Linked DNA regions of Mus musculus: all the other regions are linked to region 3. The links are chromatin contacts, called in public HiChIP or PLAC-seq and promoter capture Hi-C maps. All regions are on one chromosome and are shown on one strand. The core of a region is the stretch at or near the end of the contact, and the rest is flanking DNA. Distances in the headings are between cores, read along the strand shown.

Region 1 (2,902 bases), core at 185-2,684, 690 kb before region 3:
TGTTCCTGGAACTCACATGGTGGAAGGAAAACACTGACACCCATAGGTTGTTCTATGATTCTGTGCCCATGCACACCCACATTAAATAAATTTAATTTTAAAAAGTACAAGGTATACATTTTCCTTGCGAAGGTAACATACATATCTCCTTTCTCTCTCTCATTCCAGATTGGGGGGGGGGCACATGCAGAGGGCTCTAAAGAAGTCCACTGTTGTCAACCTTATGTCCTTCCATCAGAAAGAGTGGGGAGACTTTTTGTGCGTACATTTTATACAGAGAAAAGCTAGCTGAGAGCCAGAAGTCAAAGAAGGTCTTGTGAATCTATTCTCTCTGTACATGACTTCAGACACGATGCTTTGCGGGCTAGCCTTGACTTCCCTGTTATTTGTAAGCCAAATAAACCTTTCCTTCTCAGTGGGCAGGGCATCTGTCAGGGCATATTGTCACAGCAAAAGAAAAGTAATTCATGAGCTGTGTGAACTCCACCTCAGTCATTCACTCAGTTGTGCCTGTGTTTTGAGAACCAGTCTGCCAGGCAGTGTGTCAGGTGCTGAGGACAGTGCTCCTGCCCTCGAGTTGGTTGCTTATAGTTGGTAGTGATGGTGAGGCAACAGCTAGATGGACAGTACGTGCACAAGAAAAGAAGTATTCAGGGTGACTTTTCTTAGCCCAGCACAGTAATGGGGGAGTTGTGCTGGAGATGGTATGCTTTTAATAGGGTCTCGGGTTTCCTTAGGTAACAGAAAAATGAGGGGTGAACTGGATACCGAATGAAAAAATGAGGGCATGACTGGCTAGGTATGGTTGAGGAGAAGGTTTCTTATAGTTGTGACAGAGAAAACAGCCAGAGACATCTGGAAGGGGAGGGGGGTTCAGACTAAACATGGTACTGCCACCTCTCTCTCTCTCTCTTTCTCTCTCTCTCTCTCTCTCTCTCTCTCTCTCTCTCTCTGTGTGTGTGTGTGAGAACCACAGATGGTGGGTGGGACTTGTTCCAGGTTTCTTTGAGGCCTAACAGATGCTAAAGGTTTCTTCTCATCATTAGTGGTGTCTTATGAAGGCCTACCTATGCTTGCATCCTAGAAGGAAGAGCAAAGATATTCACATCTATTTTATGTTGCTTGCTTTGGAAATAAATTTGAATAAGAAGCAATAGGTGATCATTTTATGGTCTTTGGCACATATCTGCTGAACATTAAGGAAGAAAAAAATGTCAAATTAAAAAAAAAAAAGACTGAGAGGGATCAGAGGAAAGGTATGGATGGGTCTTCAACTGGGGCTGTACTCAGCCACATCAGGGCAAAGAAAAACCTGGTCAATCGGCCTTGCTGCTTACCCAGCGAAAGGTGGTGGCCACGGTTGACAGCTGTTGCCTGGAGAGGGGGGAGGAGGAGCTGGGGGCGGGACAGCCTGAAAGGCAGCCACTTCTGCGGACCTGCAGGATTTCCGCTGAGATCCCGGAAGAAAGCCATTCCTGCCACTTTAATCTCGTGATGCTTAGCTGTGCTGCACTTCTGGAAACTGCAGAGGGATCTAGCAAAATATGGCTGCGGAGGACCCTGCCACTCGACGAGTCCAGGTGGCAGAACATCCCAGGTGGGGGAGAGGCGTGGCCGGGATCCCGGGCTGGAGAAGTGCACAAGGCGCTCATTGCTTTAGGCGGCTTCTTTTGAGTTACGTGTGTGTGTGTGTGTGTGTGTGTGTGTGTGTGTGTGTGTGTAGACAGCTTCTTTTGAGTTAGGGCTTGTGTGCGTCTGCATGTGCGTGTGTGTTCCTGGAAGCAGACAGAACCCTTAGGATTCTAGACTTCTGGGTCTCAGACACCGCGCCAGGGGTTGTGTGTGTTGCTTCACACGGAGGCCTTTGCTCTTTCTTAGGGAAGGATTCAGTAAAAATGCCCAGCTCTTCCTGGAACTGCTAGTTATCTTGCCTGTCGAGTGATAGTGCTTTTTCCAAGTTTCGTCCTATCTACTTATTTTTGAGTCTCTGCATCTTTGACAAATCTGATCACCTCTAAACTGTCATCAAGGCACTAATTTGTTGCTAGTTTCTAGCTACAGAACTCCCAATTCTTTTTTGATGTCTAGTGGAGGGTCTTTTTAAAATTACAGATACTTTGTAGGAATACTTTGTTCTGGTTTCTGGAGCTGGAATCTCACAGAAGCTGTTCACTTGCTGTTCTGTTAGAAGTCCGAGGGCCTCTCTGAGGTTGGTTGCTTTTGAGTGTAACTCTTTCCTGCTCTCCTTTCTGTTTTGGTTGATGAGACTGTACTTTCCTATGGCTTGAAAACGCTCCTTCCTGGGCAAGTCAGCAAACGATGTACCTTTAGTTGCTAGGATAAAACATACCTTACTCTAGAGACAGTTTAGATTACTTCTGGCTGTCGTTGAATGTGTTAAGATTCTCTGAGGTCAGTCTTTGTACAGTGTGGTTGTTTTTACAGATTCAGTGAATGAGAGACCACATAGTTCAAATGACTCCCCAGGAATCCATTTCATGAAAAGAAACCCACCCTTTCTGGTAGTGTAGTCTTGTACAAAACATGTCTATGAATAAACTTCAAATATGATATTTTTGAGCTAGGGTCTTAATGTGTAGTTCTGGCTGGCTTGAACTAGCCTGACTTCTAACTTGGAGAGAGTTACCTACTCTCTCCAAGTCTCTGCCTAGGACTAAAGATGTGTGTCATCACACTCAGCCGATTTTATATGGTTTTTTTTTTTTTCATAAAGATCACTTTCCATAGTTATGCAGAAGGGAGGATGTTGCTAATATAGCACCATTGCTAAAAGAGGAGTTCCGATGTAGTGCTCTTTCATGCCGTTCATGGTTGTTACAGTTTTTACTCACCAAACAACGATTTAGTGTTGCTTTATCTGTGTTAGCGCCAGGAAAGCCCA
Region 2 (3,182 bases), core at 148-2,647, 740 kb before region 3:
AATAAATGTAAATGAATTTGAGCTTGTGGGTCTAATATTGTCTTTGACTTCTAATTTATTTAATCAACTTGTCTTGGTTTTTGCTGTTTTCTGAAAAAAAGTCTTACTATATAGCCTAGATTGGCCCTAAGCATGCTGAAAAGCCCAGGCTATCCTTGAACTCCTGATCTTCTTGCCTTAGAGCCTCTTTAGGTCTGGGATTACAGACATGTTCTATGGAACCTGGTTCTGATTATCTTTTCAATTTTGAAAACAAACAAATAAACACCAAACAAACAAGCAAACAAAAACCAACCAACAAGACCAAAACAAAAACAGGAAAACTGTTGTAAGGAGATAACTAATGGACTTTTAAAATATCAGCAACCAGTTAGGAGCAGTCTGTGTAACTTTTAAATAAATGCTTATGCACAAGAACACTTCCTTAGAATAAGAATAATCACCCACAACTGTTTTTCAGGATGATATAAGAAGCTGATATTTAAAACTATTTATCAGGCTGGAGAGATTAGCAGTTAGAAGTATTTGTTGTTATTGCAGAAGTGGGGTTCCCAGCACTCACATGGAGACTTAATAACCTTCTGATGCCCTCAAACTCCGAGGATCCCAGGCACGTACATGGCACACTTATGTGCATGCGGGCAAAATACTCATATAGGTAGAATAAAATAAATCTAAAATTACATATTGATTTACAACTCTTCAAAGAATTTTGGGCAGCTTAACAAAATATGTATACTACCCATGGCAGGGATACAGTATAAGTGTGTGGAAAACCTGCATACTTAGTAGAGGTTGGCCACAGGCAGGTCTGTCAGTTAATAAGATTCAGAGGATTAGTGAGAGAAACTGAGGAAGCCACTAAGACCTGCCTGGGAAGCTGCCCGTGCTGAAGACACAAGTGGCTTTCCTCACAGGAACAAGTGGCTCTGTGGGTGGACCAGTGAGTGACCCCAGGCCTGGCTTTCCAGCTCTCAAATCGTGACTGAGGCAACACCAAGTGTAATGTTCTTAAAGCAAGCTCCCACACACCATCCCTTGGAAGTCTGTGAGCAGCCGATTTCCTGGTGAAGCACCTGGATTAAACTGTTTGACAAAGGTCTACCAGACGGGCATCTGAATAAGGTCACTTGCTGAGTGTAGTCTCAAATTTAAGCCGGTTTTCTTCTGAGGAGAGTTTTTTGGCAGCCATTGGCAGGCAAGGGCCTGCCTCTCACCACACAACACAATTATTGAAGACAGTGGAATCTACTGTCTTGAGTGGTGGGGTCCTCTGCTGAAGGAACAACTCTCCATTGCTTCAGGGCAGAGACTGGAAGGCGTGTGTGGCTCTTGGGTCTGTCAGTGTTAAACCTGCATTCAGTGTAGAGATTACAGGCCTGGGGGCACAGGAGCGAAGCTGGGTGGAATGCTACAATCGCAAGCATTGTGTTAGGCTCGCTGCTCTGTGTAACTGCTTGCGGTGCTTGGCATAGCAGATTTTGTGGGGGTGCTATGAAAAAGCTTTTTATCCTCAAAATAATTAAATGAAAAGGAGGATGTCCTGGAACGTGGCCTAACTCTGGGGAATTTGTCTGCTCTGGAGAAAAGTGGGACACTGAATAGGATATGATTTGTGGAACAGTGAAGATTTTCTCGAATTCCACTTTAAGGAATTTTCAAGTTCGTCCATCTACAATTTTAAACAACTTTCAAGTAGGATAGACAGATTACTTCAGACTTTGTATTTAAAGGGTGACGCATGGGGACAAGCATTCTCTGATGCAGTGAGGCTAAAGGCATGATAAAGAATTCCTTTTTATAAAATATTAAGACTAAGCAGAATATGATAATTAGTCAAAAAAAAAGCAGGAGCAAAAGTGAATGTCAGAGGCTTCTTTTGTCTGATTTGAATATGCAAATATATGCTGATGACAGTCTTCCAGAACTCTTGTTTATTTAAGCATATATGAGTCTTCATATAGATGGCTGTATTAATGAGCCTATATCACTTTCACATCTTTGTGGCTGAAACAGAAACATTATTTTTAAGCTGTTCCAAAAAGGCAGATTTTCCCCAGTGGTAAAAATATTGTTGCTGCCTATAAAGTATCTGGTGACGCTTTAGCCCTGTGACAGTTTGCGTTGACTGGTGTCCTTAAATGGGCCAAAGATCACCAGCTTTGTTGTAATCCCAATGAATGGCTTTACAGTTCCGTAGACACTTCAGCCAATAGTTTGAAGAAAGCCAAAGAGCCAATGTTGGGTTTGATCCCCAGCACTACACATTTTTAAATATCAACAAAATATTAAAAAGCTTAAAATGAGCCGGGCGTGGTGACGCACGCCTTTAATCCCAGCACTCAGGAAGCAGAGGCAGGCAGATTTCTGAGTTTGAGGCCAGCCTGGTCTACAGAGTGAGTTCCAGGACAGCCAGGGCTATACAGAGAAACCCTGTCTCGAAAAACAAACAAACAAACAAACAAACAGACAAAAACAAAACCTTAAAATGACCACAAATATTTTGTAGATGTTGGTTAAAATGTCTTTCTGCCATATTAATTCTATGCTTATTTTAATTGGGTACACCTCTATAAATTCACACTACATCACAGTAAGCTTTGCACTACAGTCAGGAGTGAACCTTCTCTGAAAAGCTTAATGGGAGGGAGTCATGGTGGGTGGTGGGAAGGTTTTAATGGCTAGCTACTTTCCTCAGACCACAGCAATTATACAACCACCACTCCCATCCTTTCCAAGTAGGAACTCCGGGCTTAGAGGACACTGCATGCCTCTGCTCTTACCAGCAGTTGAAAAGAAAGTACTTCAGGAGAGCCATCGCTTCCTCCCACTGGTCTCCTAGTTTCAAAGTCCAGAGCAACATCAAACAGGGCACTTTCTCTTTGAATGTGCCTTAAATATTTGCAAAAAAAATAGCTGTTTTGTTCACCCTGCCTTCTCTTGTCTGAGATAAAATTCAAGGATAGAAAAATCTCTGTTTTGAACCACCACTAAATCTCACTTATTTTTGGTCAATTAGTTCATTTTATGACAGTACCCAAAGATTCATTCTCAGGTCCAGCATGTTAGACCCCTCTCCACGTTTGCTTTCTTGATTTTGAAATGCATTGGGAAGATATTTAAAATTAGGAAAGGAGAAGTTGCGTTTACTTTCCAGCTTATGAAAGATAAGATGGTGGATA
Region 3 (2,999 bases), core at 165-2,664:
AAATAAAAAGAAAATATGGACAGACACCCAGAAAATAAGAGGACAAAATGACACTGTGACTCACAGTGCTGAGAGAGTGGTTAATGACCTGGGACCAAACTGGTTCCTCTTTCATATCTCACATATTACTAGATATTCTTTAAGCATAATATTTTTATTAATTCTTTGAGAACTTCACACATACATACAATGTATTTGATCATATTTACCCCTAAATATTTCCAGATCCGATCTCTCTTCCAGACCCTATCACCTCTCCTTGATGCCCTCTTCCTTTTTCCAATAGATCTCAATTCAATTTGTACAGTATATACACTTATCTGTGTGTGTGTGTGTGTGTGTGTGTGTGTGTGTGTGTGTACAGTTGGGCCGTAGGGCCATCCACTAGAGCAAGGTCGACCTTCTAGGGACCACATCGCTAAAGAAAACTGACTCTCCTTCCCTCCTTAGCCCCTTCCAGGGTTTACACAGGAAACCACAGCTGCAGTGGACATGACAAAGAATCACCTAAACTTCCCTTTCTCCTCAGTGAACAAGCATGAAAGGATCATCTGAGAAGACCTCTGACGGTTCAAGACAAGTTATCTTACAACAATAATATGAATGAGCATGAGACAGAAGACTGTGACAACGAAGCACATCTTTACTTTACTTGGTAGCAAGCATGCTAACCTTGTACAGTACCACTACCTAGGGGCATTAATACATAGATCAAACTTCTTGAAGAAATGACTTTTGAGATATGCCATTATTTACTTTGTTTGCTTTGTGTGTTTTGGTAAATGTCGAACTGAGTCCACAATACCGTCGATGTTGGAAAGTGGCTCGCGTAACAGAACAAAATCTCAAAACAAATTAACAGGACCCCATTGCTCGAGTTCCGGAGTTCCCGAAACAGGCGAAGCTCACAAGAGGGGCTGGCAGGTGCAGCTGAATGCGACCACCTCTGGCGCTTTTGTTCAACCTTGAAACCTTCCCCACAGGAGACTGCCTGAGCAGAGAAGCAAACGTTAGAAACAAAGAGAGATCTAGCGGAAAGCCTCTGGGACCAAGGAGTGGAGGTGGGACTCTGAGTTGGCTGTGGCACCTGGTGCCCGCTATTAATAATAAGGCTGCGGTGCGTTTATAAGGTACTTGATTAAGCAAAGGCACTGCGCTGTGTGATAAGAATAACTAACCACAGCACCACGCCTTTGACCTTTTCAACGTGGGCTGTTTGCGCTAAGCGTTGTTTGCGGAGAACTAGATCTCATCTGACCCCAGACACTGAACACAAGTGCTGTGGCATCCTGGGCCACCCAGGCTGACAGGAGCGGCCCCCTGAGCGCACGAGGAGCCCCACGAGGGGGCGGGACCCACGGCCGTCCCGCCCGCACAGCGCGCCACAGGCACCTGCAGCCGAGCCGCCACCCGCAGTCGCAGCGCGTCCGGAGGCCGAGCCCAGTCGCCAGCTCCTGCTCTGCTCCTCTCCCGCCTGCCGCCGCGCTGCACGCCTCGAGCACTCCCTCGGCCCCGGCGGGGACCGGGGACCCCGCAGCTACCGCCATGCTGCCAGTGCTCTACACCGGCCTGGCGGGGCTGCTGCTGCTGCCTCTGCTGCTCACCTGCTGCTGCCCCTACCTCCTCCAAGATGTGCGGTACTTCCTGCGGCTGGCCAACATGGCCCGGCGGGTGCGCAGCTACCGGCAGCGGCGACCCGTGCGTACCATCCTGCGGGCCTTCCTGGAACAAGCGCGCAAGACCCCACACAAGCCCTTCCTGCTGTTCCGAGACGAGACGCTCACCTACGCCCAGGTGGACCGGCGCAGCAACCAAGTGGCGCGGGCGCTGCACGATCAACTGGGCCTACGACAGGGGGATTGCGTAGCCCTCTTCATGGGCAATGAGCCGGCCTACGTGTGGATCTGGCTGGGACTGCTCAAACTGGGCTGTCCCATGGCGTGCCTCAACTACAACATTCGTGCCAAGTCTCTGCTGCACTGCTTTCAATGCTGCGGGGCGAAGGTGCTGCTGGCCTCCCCAGGTGAGCTGCAAAACCGCCGGCCCTAACCCTGGAGGTGGGAGGATAGAGGCACTTGGTTTCGGGGTTGCAGTGTGGTGTGGGGCCGGGAAGCAGGAAAAGAGGTCAATTCCAGGTGTACGACGCTGATTAACAATCCTTATAATTCCTAGATGTAAAGTGGCCTGTCTTTCGAAGCGCTTCAGTCCTCCAATGCGGAGTCCAGATTGCGTATGATACCTAACACGGTGTTGAATACTAAACCACTCATTCTTACCTGTGTTGTTTAGAGATGGCAAGAAGAAGTGTGTATCCATGTTATGTGCGAGGCAGTTCCCACCCACCCTCAATGTTAACCCAGGGGACCGCTGTATATGCACAATGTTGTTTTTAATCTTCACAACTCATATCATGGGATTTCTATGTGCAGCCCAGAAATCCAAAGCTTCACGTGCAGTGTCTAAGGAAGACTTGGGGCTGTCCAAAGGGATCCACTTCTAAATCCATTCCTCCAATCAGAACTTAACACATTTACATTAAAATTCAGAGGGCCTTGGATGAGAACCGCAGTGGATCCAGCCCCTAGCTTTGGTAGACTTACAGTCATGGGAAAGTCGCTTCCCTGTCCCCGTCCTCTCTTTTCCTCAGCTCCCAGCAGTTAGTGTCTGAACAACACCCTTGCTGCTTCTCACAGTCAGTAAGGAGAGACCGGACCAGGAAAAAGTAAAAAGACATTAGTAACCATACAGAAGATGAGAGGATCCAACTCTTTGGGATGCCCATTGGTGCCAAATACTGTAATGGATGGTTTTAATATTCTGATAAATTAAAAATCACTCCTCCGTTATATGATTGAGGAAACATATAGAATTTTCCAGCCTAGCTCCGTCTTCAAAGCCCACGTTTCTTATACAGTGCCATCCTCTACACAGATGTATGCTTTAGAGCTTCAGAGAGTCAAGGGTCTATCTGCTCTGCCCTTCACTTCATAGCTCAGGAA
Region 4 (3,130 bases), core at 621-3,120, 850 kb before region 3:
CAGACTGAGGCTGTCCCTGAGGCAAATACTGAGATGGAAGCACTTTCAGGGCTATGACCTCCTCTAGGAACAACATTTGAAGCCACTAGTCCTTCTTTCTGTTACTGCATGTCAGCCAGACCATCGCCCTGTCTTACCATGTGCTTTGGCAAAAACAGGGATGTGCTCCATCTAGTCTCAAGAGTCTGGCTTCATTTAATGTTCAGGATGGAACGGGGGCAGGATCTACAGAAGTGGACAATCTCTTTTGTCAGCTGCAAAAACGGATTAGCAGAAGTTTGATGCTCTGCTCAGGGACCACAGGGCTCATTAATGTGGAGCTTAGATCTTCTCGTGGTTGAAGCTGTCTGTATCATGGTACCACCCGGCACCAAAGAAGTGAACCATATAGAAGAGATGCTACACCAGATTTAGGGAAAAGTACAAGACAGACACATGCGACTACGTGCTGGACACTACTTTAAACTCAAGATTATGACAATTTATCCAGAAGACATCTATTACTAACAGTCCTTTTTGGGGTCCTGAATTAGATAGAGGCTTCCCCATCATGACTACCTTCTTAAAGTCTGTCATGTACCAAAGTAGATATAACATAGGGACATGTTTAAAATGAGAATGAATCTTGGAACCAAAACATTTATGGCTTAATGATGCTGCATCACCTTCTCCTCTACCTCTCCATCCAGGAGACCCCAAACTAGCACTTTAGCTCCGTCCTACCGTGCCATCCTCTTTACCAAATTATGGTGTGGCAAGATGGCCCTGGCCAGATGCTGATGTGAGCTGATGAGCCATGAGCTGGTGTCAGCACCACATTGCTGGACTCCCCAGACTCCAGAAGCACACACACATAACTTTCTTACTCTTTATAAACTGTCCCATCGTGAGTATTGTGTTATAGTGTAACAGCCCTGTGAGGACACTTGTCCTCCCCCCCCCCTTTGCTAATCAGATAATTGAATCAAGGAACCCCTAGAAGTAGACTTTTCTCAAGAATCTCATGCTGTGAGAAGGAAAACACTGAAGCTTGGTGTCAGCCAGAAGAGGAACTTGTCTCCCAGGAAGAGATTCCCCACAGTTCCAAGTTCTCAGAGCACTTTAGAAGAAAGGACCGGAGGTACATCGAGGAAGATCAATGGTGGGGAAGAGCATAGCCACCCTGGGTCTGCTTGGTTGTATAGACTTCTTGCCATCCACCTACACATAAGCCAAGACTCTGAAGATAGACTCTGGACCCTCTTTATTCACAACTTTACCAATGTGACCAAACTGAATACGTCCACTTGCTGAGTTTCCCACTATTGCTTTGTCTTCTTAGTTGGCCAATTGAGGACAGGCTACAGCTAGGTAGAGACACTTGCTGGTACCCAGGCTCTGACTGGAACACCTCCGGTAACAACATTATTTGGTGGCATTTGAATTTAGCCACCAAAGATGGTAAATATGCCTTCCATTCCACCTTACCCAGTTAGCCTTTGTGTTCCAAGAAAGCAGGGATTGGAACAAACAAAGGTGAATTCTCGCTGACAAAAATTTTCATGCCGTCTTAGGAGAGTCCCTGGGCCTTGTGTCTTTTATTCAATGGTTCTGATTTTGTGATTACAATTCAAAAGTTGCAACTAATACCCTAAAGCAAGTCTTTGTGGCACTGTGCCCAAGGCCAGCTAGTATGAGATTTTTATCAGTGTGGAAAGGCCTAATCCAAGGAGGCCACAGGTGCTGTCTCTGCTCTTCTGGGACTGAATGCTCCTAATGCAAATGTGAATTGAGACGTCGGCTGGCAGAGCCTGCCCGGCTTAGGTTTACTTTCGCCACATCAGCTGACTGCTTTCTCCAGGCTCTCTCTTGACAGAGGCAGGGAATCCCCGCTGTGTCAAAGAATTGATACATTCAGAAGAGAAAAGGCTTTAAAAGTGCTAATATAAGGGGGCCCGTTACAACTGAATAATTGATGCCAGCAGCTGCTAAATCAGAGGCCTGTGGTTGGAAAGGCAGGCCCTTCTTACTCCCCTAAGGCTCTCCTTCCTTGAGACACAGGCTCTGGTCTGCCTCCATTTCCATGGTTTTGCTCCCTCCACTGCTTTGTTTTGAATACGCGGGAGTCATTGGTGCCAATGCAAAAGCATCTCCAACCTCCCCCCCCCCCAGCATGGGTTTTTTACTCCGGTAGCCTCTTTGAAGTTGGACACAGCTCCTCATTTGGTGGATGGCATCACAGGACAGTGGCCTGTCCAGTTTCCTTCCTCTTACAATGCCAATGAGTGAGAATAGTACAGAACAGAGATTCAGCCAATGTGCTGCAGATACACAGCAGGAGGAAGAAATACTGAGACAACATGCACTGTCCCGCTAATGTAAAACAGGCCATGATTGGCGCTACCAGGGTCAGCCTGAAGAAGTGAGAGTCTTAAAGAGTATGTTCTTCGCCAGACAGTGGTGGTGCATGTCTTTAATCCCAGCACTTGGGAGGCAGAGGCAGGAGGATTTCTGAGTTCCAGGCCAGCCTTGTCTACAGAGTGAGTTCCAGGACAGCCAGAACTACACAGAGAAACCCTGTCTTGAAAAAGAAAAAAGAAAAAAAAAAGAGCATGTGCTTCAAAACTCAGACAGGCTTGGGCTGACCTGAGATTTGCATGTACTAGCTATTCAATTTTGTGACTCATGTCTTTGACCTATGCAGTGGTCACTATGTTGGATGACAGTGTTCTTCTTGGACATCTTCAATTCCACCTGCTTAGCTTGGCGCGCGGATGAAAAAGCCCCAATTACTTTTAAGGGACCTCAAACAAGAGCTCTTTCTATAGGGGCATTATAACAGCAGGATTAGCTAATCTTGGGGAGCCAGGGAAGATTTCTCAGAGAAAGTCAAGTTGGGAATGGGGTGTGGGGGTGGGATATTGCAGGAAAGAAAGACAAGCCATGAAGGTTGTAATAGGGGTTCCCAGACAATGGGCACAGCTAAGAGCAAAAGAAAGGGTATTCTACCACACTAAGGACTGCAGTGAGAGACTACAGTCTGCAGATATGTCAAGGAGTATCAGCAAAGATTACAATACCCTCATTTCCTGATGAGCTGTCTGAGGCAGTCTTGGAGTGTGGAAGGTGAGTCCTCTGAAGTCTTTTATTC
Region 5 (3,182 bases), core at 595-3,094, 960 kb before region 3:
GTTTAAAAAGAATTCAGTATATGGACTCTGACTGTTGGGGGTCAGTATAGTTTTCCTAAGATCTTTACATAGTCTATAATAGACACACACACAGTATGTGTGTGTGTGTGTGTGTGTGTGTGTGTGTGTGTGTGTGTCCACAGGAGGGCACCATAGTCCATGAAGCTGCCCAACAAGAGTGCTGGGAACCAAACTCAGATCCTCTGCAAAAGCAGCTGCACATCCTTGGCCGCTGAGCCACCTCTCTAACCCCACTCCAATCTTTCTTTTTTCTTTTTTTAATTTTTTATTAGGTATCTTCCTCATTTACATTTCCAATGCTATCCCAAAAGTCCCCCATACCCACCCCCCCAACTCCCCTACCCACCCACTCCCACTTTTTGGCCCTGGCGTTCCCCTGTACTGGGGCATATAAAGTTTGCAAGTCCAATGGGCCTCTCTTTGCAGTGATGGCCGACTAGGCCATCTTTTGATGCATATGCAGCTAGAAACAAGAGCTCCGGGGTACTGGTTAGTTCATAATGTTGTTCCACCTATAGGGTTGCAGATCCCTTTAGCTCCTTGGGTACTTTCTCTAGCTCCTCCATTGGGGGCCCTGTGTTCTATCCTATAGATGATGGTGAGCATCCACATCTGTATTTGTCAGGCACTGGCATAGCCTCACTCGAGACAGCTCTATCTGGGTCCTTTCAGTAAAATCTTGCTAGTGTATGCAATGGCACTACAATCTTCCTTAACCACCCAGTTGGTCAACTGGAATGAAAGGCATATCTGATCTACACCCAAACACTGCCTAACGCAGTATATGAGCAGTCTCCTGATCTCTACCATGTAGTAGCCTGGAAATACCACAAAACAATGTGCTTTGATTGTTTGTTTTGTTTGAGACAGCGTCTCACTATGTAGTTCTGGAGCAAGCTGGCCTGAAACTCAGTTTCTGCCTCTTGGCAGAAACCTGTCTCTGCCTCTCAAGCGCTGGGATTAAAGGTGTGTACCACCACAGCCAGCTTAATTTTTAATAGAAACAAATGTTTAAATGTAGATGATGCTCCAAAGTACTACAGTTATATGTGGCTCCACATAATCAAACTTTTAAATATTCATGTATGCCTCATAGTTCTATTACCAGTAAATCCCACAAAATCTTACGCATCTTTTCAAAAACAAAAATGAATAACCATTCTCTCTCTCTCTCCATAGACCTCCCAAGGCATCCCAAACATGCTTTCTAACTTTACAGACTAATTCCAAGTTCTATTATAAAGATCTGGGAAAGAAGAGTCCACGCAGTATTTGAAAGTCGATCACTCATTATATAATACAGTCCAAATTAGAATGTTTAATAAAAACAAACCAACCTTCTAGCTTCTACACTACCAGAAGATGCTATGCAGAATGCTGGGGGGTCGGAGGTGGGGGTATGGGGGTGAGAGGAAGTCAACAGTCTCACTCAGCTGGGAACGCTGGGAACTAAGATACTGATTCATATGCCAAGAGATAGATGCCCACATGTGGCACAAATGTCATGGGTGTAACCAAGTTTTCTTTTAATATCACAAAAAATTGGTCCCTCAGAACATCTCACATATTTTGACAGGATTTGTTAATGAACAGGACTCTCACATAAGAACCAGGGGATAAAAAAGCAGCAGTCAGATTAAAACTTCCTTCCTTCCTTCTGGAGAAACGGATTACACTCCCTGCATGCCTTTCAAACTTCCGCTTTCTTTTCTTAATTATCAATTCATTTCTGCATTATTTTTCTTGACAGTACAAATGTTCAGTTTGTCAAAATGAGGAAGAAAAAGGCTGCTCTCAAGCTCTGACTGCAGGAGCTTCCAGCAGTAACTCTGACCCCTATCAGTCATGAAGTGTAACTTCATTTCCTAAGAAATGTAGGAAATGTGAAACCTCAGAGCGCCACAGACTCCCCTACCTTCATTTTCCTCGAAGATGTCAGCTAAAGAGCACTGAGGTGGATATCAGACACCGGCATGGAAGCACACTCCCACAATCTCAGTGCTCAGGGCCGGAAGATTACAACCTGAAGGCTAGCCAGGATTACAGAGTAAAACCATCACTAAATCTAAAAGACACATCTCAGAAGTAAGTATCGACCAGTGCTCTCTACCTCATTTCCTCAGAGACCAACCGTTGTAAGAACAGAACAGAACAGAACGCGCTCAGGAGCAGAGCTGCTAAGGGGCCTCACAGGAGGTGCCTGACAAAAGGCGCATCCCCTCTACAAAGTCCTCCTTTCATTTGTGAACAAAGAATTTAGCCTAACTGGCATCTCATTTACTAGGTGCCTAAAACAAGCCAATAAACAGCCTATCTATCAGGTGGCTTTTTTTCCTGTAAGCTTTACATCTAAGAGTCAAATAAACCCTAAGAAACCAAAAACGTAACTTCCATCTATAAGGCGCATGTCTCAAGGGGGCTTCTTACGTGTACAGGTTGCAGGGTCTCACCTCCATGCCGCTGTCACCATCCTTGGATTGCTGGAAAGCTTCCATTGTCTCCCGGCACTCTCTGAGATCGCTCTGCAGCTGAGACACCAGATGTCGCTTCACGGAGTTGCTAGTCAGCAAGCGCTGGACTTGCGTTTTCAGCTTCAGGATAAGCTCATCCTTCGAAGGGTCTTCATCTGGGGACTCCTGCTGTGTGACCCTGATGGGGAAACTGCCCGTTTAGCATAAAAGCAAGAAACAAATCAAAGACCCATAAAGCCCTAGCCACATGTGGTCATGGTTTCTATCCCTTACAGTCACAGCATTTTGAACTTTCTTTCTGAACATTTTGTTTCTTTGTTTCCTATGCTTCATACACGCTAGGCAAGCATTCTAACACTGAGCTAAACGCTGCTAAAGGGTTTGGAACTTGGGGATTGGAGAGATAACTTGGTAATGAAGAGCATGTGCTGCTCTTTCGGAAGGCCTGGATTCAATTCTCAGTACCCACGAGGGGGCTCACAACCATCAGTAGCTCCAGGGGATCTGATGCCCTCTTCTGGCCACCAAGGTCACCAGACACTCATACAAAGCACATACAAACATACAGGCAGAACACTAATACACATAAAACAAAAATAAATAAGTTAGAACTCGGTCATACACAAGGATATCACCTTTGCAAAAGCAAGCTCACCCCCCCACACATGGCATGTTCCCCCTTGGTGGCAT

The links. Promoter capture Hi-C pulls out the DNA fragments that hold promoters and counts their contacts. HiChIP or PLAC-seq counts read pairs in DNA pulled down with a chosen protein or histone mark.
Region 1: a contact with region 3 is called in an H3K4me3 HiChIP or PLAC-seq map of embryonic stem cells, with 5 times the contacts expected there. The contact joins the promoter of Galk2 here to the promoter of Slc27a2 in region 3. A contact is called at or near these places in 6 of 39 promoter capture datasets (the 3T3-L1 cell line, the HPC-7 cell line, cranial neural crest and 2 more), 1 of 484 Hi-C or Micro-C datasets (embryonic stem cells), 13 of 115 datasets of contacts at active chromatin or transcription factors (astrocytes, bone marrow-derived macrophages, embryonic forebrain and 5 more) and 4 of 9 other capture datasets (adipose tissue, embryonic stem cells, liver and 1 more).
Region 2: a contact with region 3 is called in an H3K4me3 HiChIP or PLAC-seq map of forebrain, with 4 times the contacts expected there. The contact joins the enhancer-like site here to the promoter of Slc27a2 in region 3. A contact is called at or near these places in 11 of 39 promoter capture datasets (the 3T3-L1 cell line, the C10 cell line, the HPC-7 cell line and 7 more), 8 of 115 datasets of contacts at active chromatin or transcription factors (acute myeloid leukemia, embryonic forebrain, embryonic stem cells and 3 more) and 4 of 9 other capture datasets (adipose tissue, embryonic stem cells, liver and 1 more).
Region 4: an H3K4me3 HiChIP or PLAC-seq map of embryonic forebrain shows a contact between it and region 3, with 4 times the contacts expected there. The contact joins the enhancer-like site here to the promoter of Slc27a2 in region 3. A contact is called at or near these places in 6 of 39 promoter capture datasets (the HPC-7 cell line, HPC-7-derived erythroid cells, cranial neural crest and 3 more), 1 of 15 datasets of contacts at CTCF or cohesin (the NIH/3T3 cell line), 3 of 115 datasets of contacts at active chromatin or transcription factors (embryonic forebrain and embryonic stem cells) and 2 of 9 other capture datasets (adipose tissue and embryonic stem cells).
Region 5: a contact with region 3 is called in a promoter capture Hi-C map of hippocampal neurons, with 3 times the contacts expected there. The contact joins the enhancer-like site here to the promoter of Slc27a2 in region 3. A contact is called at or near these places in 5 of 39 promoter capture datasets (the 3T3-L1 cell line, embryonic stem cells, hippocampal neurons and 1 more), 3 of 115 datasets of contacts at active chromatin or transcription factors (embryonic stem cells and stem cell-derived neural progenitor cells) and 2 of 9 other capture datasets (adipose tissue and liver).

Annotation. Positions count from the first base shown.
Region 1 is chr2:125,864,789-125,867,690 of GRCm38.p6, forward strand. It overlaps Galk2 (galactokinase 2), which reads left to right and starts at 1,435. Exons shown (of 10, transcript NM_001291002.1): 1 at 1,435-1,597. The coding sequence starts at 1,545.
Region 2 is chr2:125,808,299-125,811,480 of GRCm38.p6, forward strand. No RefSeq gene overlaps it. Among named protein-coding and RNA genes, the nearest start is that of Secisbp2l, 27 kb to the left of the region's middle. Within about 2 kb of position 1,398, at least 45 of the 459 cell types and tissues checked have an H3K27ac peak or open chromatin away from gene starts, as enhancers often do. A contact at or near this core is called in forebrain, where this site is marked.
Region 3 is chr2:126,551,610-126,554,608 of GRCm38.p6, forward strand. Slc27a2 (solute carrier family 27 (fatty acid transporter), member 2) reads left to right here and starts at 1,415. Exons shown (of 10, transcript NM_011978.2): 1 at 1,415-2,023. The coding sequence starts at 1,546.
Region 4 is chr2:125,703,196-125,706,325 of GRCm38.p6, forward strand. The region is part of intron 1 of Shc4 (SHC (Src homology 2 domain containing) family, member 4); the gene reads right to left. Among named protein-coding and RNA genes, the nearest start is that of Gm35231, 13 kb to the left of the region's middle. Within about 2 kb of position 1,871, at least 36 of the 459 cell types and tissues checked have an H3K27ac peak or open chromatin away from gene starts, as enhancers often do. A contact at or near this core is called in embryonic forebrain and stem cell-derived epiblast-like cells, where this site is marked.
Region 5 is chr2:125,592,402-125,595,583 of GRCm38.p6, forward strand. It overlaps Cep152 (centrosomal protein 152), which reads right to left. Exons shown (of 28, transcript NM_001081091.1): 13 at 2,472-2,670. Among named protein-coding and RNA genes, the nearest start is that of Cep152, 31 kb to the right of the region's middle. Within about 2 kb of position 1,845, at least 4 of the 459 cell types and tissues checked have an H3K27ac peak or open chromatin away from gene starts, as enhancers often do. A contact at or near this core is called in hippocampal neurons, where this site is marked.